Regions from separate parts of the Mus musculus genome. Here region 1 is linked to region 2. A link is a contact called in public Hi-C data. All regions are on one chromosome and are shown on one strand. The core of a region is the stretch at or near the end of the contact, and the rest is flanking DNA. Distances in the headings are between cores, read along the strand shown. Region 1 overlaps Itpr1 (inositol 1,4,5-trisphosphate receptor 1). Region 2 overlaps Sumf1 (sulfatase modifying factor 1).

Region 1 (2,948 bases), core at 25-2,524, 140 kb before region 2:
AGGAGTACACCGTTGAAGACGATTTTCAACAGAAGCCATCTTGATGTTTCTAAGTGTTTACCCAAAGGTGCTGAAAACATCTCCACACAAAACCTGCTTATGGGTGTCTATAGCAGCTTTATTTACAACTGGCAAAACTTGAATGCATCCTGTATGTCTTCAGAGAGTGATAGAGATAAGGATAGAGATTTGGGTCTCTCCAAAGTATTACTCAGTGCTAAAACGGAAATGACCTATCAAGCCAGGAAGAGATAAAGAGGAAATTAAAAAGTGTATTAGTAACTGAAAAAAAGTCAATGTGGAAGAAGCATTGTTATCCTAACTACATGTCTCTTCCTGGTGGGAAATAACAACATAGAAACAGTTCAAAGACTGATGGTTTCCAAGAGTCAGGGACTTGGGAGGCTAGACAGCAAGAGCAGAGGGGCTGTCACAACAGTTCAACTCTTCTGTGAGATGCTGCAATAGTGGACACACTATCACAAATATGCCCAACACCACTTACTATACATCGTGTCCAGGGTGAAATACTCACACTATGAGCTTCGAGTAACAATGATGTCATTCATCTATCCTAATGGTCCGCCACTCTGGTAGATGGTGTCAGCACAACAGGAAACTGCATAGGTGTTGTGGGGCACGGAGTCAATGAGAAAACACTGTAAATTTCTCTCAACTCTTTTCCTAAGAACTCGAATTGACAAAACAGAGTTCATTTTTTTTAAAACTGTATTAGGAAAACAAAGCTTTGGTAACTCCATGGCTGTGCCACTCACCCGGCATATCAGCACTTGGACGAGTGAACAAAGAGCTAGGGGAAGGCTGTGACTGCTCAAATGCAGCACAATGCTCAGGGCACAGTGACAGTGCTGAAATCAGCCTGGCTTGAAATCCTAACAGCATGCTTATGGGACATTAGGTAATTCGTTAACTTCTTCCCTGACTCAACTTATTTTCCTGTAAGACCAACAAAGATCATGATGCAATTAAAAAAAAAAAGTTAATATTTATCCAGCCTTTAGAAAAGCAAAGCACATGAAGAGAAGAGCTGTACAATTTTTTGCTTAGTAACTTAGTAATACTACTCCTAACAGTAATAAATGAATAACTTAAATGTATATATACCACCGAGTGTAGACAATTCCACTCTGGCATAATTATACTATAAAACGAATAATCTGCAACACTTAAAAAGAGCTAGGTAGTAAACGTGTAGATACAGATACCAACTCCAAGAGAGACGGGGAAGGCCGAGAAGTACTGTCGTGTCAAGAGCAAGGTCCAGAAGAGTCATTACGGGGCAAGAAAACTCCTAAAACTGTGCTCTTAGGCTGATTCCTATCAGCCTTCAGATGGGCAGGAGATCTTTGAGAAAGGTAGACAGCAAACTGCTAAGCATGATCATCAGATGTCTCTCAAAGGCCGTAGTCCTGTCTCCATACTAACTAGCTGTCTGTCTTGGCTAAGTCCCCTAACTTAGACCTGCTTAAGGTGGCTCACACATCTTAGGGATACTAGGATTCAGCAATTCCTGTAACTGCCACCATTCTCCCTAACAGGACCAGTGCATTCTATAACTAAATACACTAAAAACTCGATGCTGCCATTCGGCTCAGGATTTATCAGACTCTATAAGCCGTGGGCCATTGTTTCGGAAGCACAGCCCAGGCCAGATGGTGGGTATACTTTGCGTGGGTACAGCTCCATCCCGGACCGTGCTCTCAGTAACAGACTCTTCCTTCCCTCCTTCCCAACGCCCACAAGACTGCCATGCGCTGCTACCGAGGAGCGCTGCTTACCAGTTGATGCATGAGCAACAGTTCCTTGTTTTGCTGCCATTTTTGCTCCCTCTCTGGATTGTCATCAGAAACATGTTTATCCTATCATTCATAAACACAGGCAATCCAAGTCAGCAAGCCACAAACAGGAACACAAGAACTTACTGTTTAATCAGCATCCTGTTCTCACCACCTCCTCCTCTTCCCCTGCCCCTCCCCCAATCTCCCACTGATTGCATCACTGTAGATCAGCTCCAAAACACTGCCTGCATTCAGCTGACACGAGAATTATTCATTGATCCAAGCCTCACCAAATTTATCAATAGAGTTAATGCTTATGACACCAGACTCATCTTAAAAGAGATGCAGTGACCAGACCTGTAAGTGGGCAACATTCTTCTTCCCAAACCTTAGAGCACCTGGAATGTGGCAAACATGGTGCCCATTTATCTCAGTATGAAGAACACCCTAAAGCCGGAGGACGCAAATGTGAGGAAAGCAAAGACCACACTTACATGACCACTTACTTACGATTGCCAGGTGGGCATAACAACCCACCTGAAATTCAGGGCTCAGAGGAAGAAAAGGGATCCCCAGGGCCAGTTGGTTAGCTAGATTAGCTGTATTTTCAGACTTTAAGTTCAACCGAGAAACCCTGCCTCAATGAATAAATTAGTGATGGAGGAAGATGCCTGGTATTAGTCTCAGGCTTCCACATGCAGGAGTGCACATATAGTTAAAGTAACACCCATGTACACACACACACACACACACACATACATGCAAACACATAAACACATACCAGCCAACACCCCCACAGACATGCATACAACAGCAAACAAAGGGGGATACATCCCACTTCCACAGTCACAGAGAAACCCTGGGCTCAGTGGACCTCTGTTCCTACCAAGAATAGAATCCATTGCTGACTATGAGGCTGAACAGGTTTCACACACTCGTCAAACTTTTAAGCTAGGACATGCTCACTGTAATAAGATTGCTCTGTTGGCTAAATAAGGTGATTGTATGGAATTCATTCATCATAAGAACTTACCATGAAAGGCCATCTTTAAATTAACAGTAATACTATTATCAACAAAAGCAAATTGTCCTTATCCATTAAGAGCCTTCAGATCTGACACCCATCACCTGCTCCAACCTCAGCATCAC
Region 2 (2,977 bases), core at 403-2,902:
GCCTTGCATCTTGAATGGTCTTTGTGCAGACCAAATCTAATACTGCTACTTTTCCACTCAGATTCATGCATACTCCCTCTCCCTCCCCCTCCTCCTCCCCCTCCCCCTCAGATATTATTGCACAGCTCAGTCTGTCTTAGAGCTCACTATATAGCCCAGGCTGACCCAGTATACGTGTCTCTGAATGGCTTCTTACTGTCTGCAAAATAAAGAAATAAATATGACTCTGAAAGCCAAAAAATGGTTTGGTCTTTGCTGATCTCTTCTTCAGACACAACTTTCAGTTCCTTTTAAAACCTTTAACTATGAAATGTTACATGAGCCCAGAGAAATACAGAAAGAAATAAGATAATTGGAACCTCTGTAGCTGTTTTTCTCTCTTTTTAATCAAAGAAAGAGGATAAAAGAGCAAGAGTTGTTTTTATCAGCACTTGGTGTTGTCAGTGTTTGACACTTCACTGCCCTGGTTAGTGTTTACTGCTCTTTTACTGTGGTTTTCAGTCATTTAAAGTATTTTTTACTCTTATTCTGTATGTGCAAGTACTGTACCTGCATGTATGTATGTGCACCAAGTGTGTGAGTTGTGCACATGGAGGTCAGAAGGGGGCATCAGATCACCTGGAACTGGAGGTAGAGACTGCTGAAAGTTATGTGAGTGCTGGGACTCAAGCCCCTGCGCTCTGGACGAGGGTAGAGCATAACTGGTGACCTGTCTCTCTGCCCCACAGTCGGCAGTTTGCAGTCTGGACACAGGGTAAGAAACATCTGGCTATCTCTTGTTCTTGATGTTCGGCCATGTCTTGTTTTCATATGGACATAGTTATTTCTGGCTGAATTCCAGACATATCTTGTGGGAAACCGAGGTGAGGTTTTGAGTTCTAGCTGGTGCAGTCTTTCTCTAGAGTCTTTACCTTTGTCTTTGTGTCACATCAGCCTAACCAGTTAGGATCTGAAGTGTATGAAGCTGAGCTTTCGTCCCTCTCAAGCCCATTGCCAGTTCTCCTTGACTCTTCAGGGTACCAACTGAGAGACTAGGGGATGGATTCACCATGGAGACTCCTTGGAGGGCTCTGAACTCCAAATTTTGTTTTCTTAGGCTGTGAATGGGTTGAAAGGTATTCAGCATCTGCTGCCATTTGAATCAGCAGATCCCTAGGGGATTTTCCTGGGATTTGGGCTCTGTGATTCTTACAGCTGTGGAGGCTCACCTGACTTGACCAATTCCTATTTTTCTGTGAGGGCCTAACTTGTTTGCCTTTCTTCCCTAATGGCTTATGTATCATTAGTGCTTGGCACAGAACCTGGAGTATAACCATTAATTTCACAGTAATGCCAGTTCCAGACATTTAGACCTGGAACACTCAAGTCGCTGTCCAAATTCCAGGTGGGTCAAAAGCAAAGTTAGAAATAGACATCTTCATGGAGAGTTTTGACCCCGAGTGCCTATGTAAACATTTTATCTCAGAACCTGACCTCTTTAGTGCCCCGTGCTCATGCTAGCCCCAGAACTGGCTTATAGCAAATAGTTTTAAAAACTGCATTGGAGAGCTGGGGGAAAAGTCAACTTTCCTCATGCACAGGTTATTCAGGACATATCTTTTTCTTATTCAGTGGCTTCTACAGAGCAAAAGTTAATCATTAGTTTTTATTTTATTGAGCTGTCATCTATGGCAAAGCAGTCTGTAGAAACAGCCTGGCATACTTTGTACACAAAGTTCTAAGAGTAAATGAGATATTTGGCCACGTGCCATGAGGATCAGTTCAGTTTGCTTTTTTTGTGTGTGCATCTGCCCATCTCTCAGTCCATAGAGCACCCATAAAGACAACCCAAAGTGTGGACATTTGCTTTGATGTATCTTTTTTTTTTTTTTTTAAATAAAGATTTATTTATTTGTTATGTGTAAGTACACTGTAGCTGTCTTCAGACACTCCAGAAGAGGGCATCAGATTTCGTTACTGATAGTGGTGAGCCACCATGTAGTTGCTGGGATTTGAACTCAGGATCTTTGGAAAAGCAGTCGGCGCACTTAACCACTGAGCTATCTCGCCAGCCCACTTTGATATATCTTAACTACATAAAATATTCAAGTTAAAAAATTTATTTGTTGCCCGGCCGCCATCGGAGAGCATCAGCCATGGCTCTGCGCTACCCCATGGCCGTAGGCCTCAACAAGGGCCACAAGGTGACGAAAAACGTCAGTAAGCCGAGACACAGCCGGCGACGCGGGCGCCTCACCAAACACACCAAGTTCGTGCGGGACATGATCCGGGAGGTGTGCGACTTCGCACCCTACGAGCGGCGAGCCATGGAGTTGCTCAAAGTGTCCAAGGACAAGCGCGCACTCAAGTTCATCAAGAAGAGGGTGGGCACGCACATCCGCGCCAAGAGAAAGCGGGAGGAGCTGAGCAACGTGCTGGCAGCCATGAGGAAGGCAGCGGCCAAGAAGGATTGATGAACCCTCCCCCAATAAAAGATGGTTCCTACAAAAAAAAAAAAATTTATTTGTATTTTTTCTTTCTCATTTGCTTACATCTGGGCCCCATATCATCTGTGCCATTATATAGTGCATTCAAAAAAAAATGTAGACCTAAGAAAAGGTAAGCGATTATTTAATGTTCTGATTTCCTATGCTTGCTGCATCACTATGGCTACCATGATGCTATGTCGCTGGTGATGTGATGGGATAGTATGATTTATAGTATCCTTCTGGTTCTAAGAGAAACACAGTTGTATCTAAACAGGCTGCTTGTTTGCTTGTTTGTTCTGCAACATGGGACAGGATCTTATTCTGTAGCTCAGACTGGCCTTAAACAGAAATCCTTCAGCCTCTGCTGCAATTTTAGGAGTGTATATCATGTCTGGTCTGGGTCAGACAGCTATCTGTCCTCCTGCCGTGCTCCCAGCGAGAGTTCTAGTCTTGGAACTATCCAGAGTGATTTGTGTTTTTCTAACTCGGCAACAATGGAATGCATATTA

The links. A called contact is a pair of places that touch in the nucleus more often than the background predicts.
Region 1: a Hi-C map of liver shows a contact between it and region 2, with 2.2 times the contacts expected there. The contact joins two enhancer-like sites. A contact is called at or near these places in 1 of 484 Hi-C or Micro-C datasets (liver), 1 of 115 datasets of contacts at active chromatin or transcription factors (double positive thymocytes) and 3 of 9 other capture datasets (adipose tissue, liver and pancreatic islet).

Annotation. Positions count from the first base shown.
Region 1 is chr6:108,276,112-108,279,059 of GRCm38.p6, reverse strand. The region is part of intron 4 of Itpr1 (inositol 1,4,5-trisphosphate receptor 1); the gene reads right to left. Among named protein-coding and RNA genes, the nearest start is that of Itpr1, 64 kb to the right of the region's middle. Within about 2 kb of position 1,274, at least 25 of the 459 cell types and tissues checked have an H3K27ac peak or open chromatin away from gene starts, as enhancers often do. A contact at or near this core is called in liver, where this site is marked.
Region 2 is chr6:108,139,641-108,142,617 of GRCm38.p6, reverse strand. The region is part of intron 7 of Sumf1 (sulfatase modifying factor 1); the gene reads left to right. It also overlaps the pseudogene Rpl36-ps12. Among named protein-coding and RNA genes, the nearest start is that of Sumf1, 44 kb to the left of the region's middle. Within about 2 kb of position 1,652, at least 8 of the 459 cell types and tissues checked have an H3K27ac peak or open chromatin away from gene starts, as enhancers often do. A contact at or near this core is called in liver, where this site is marked.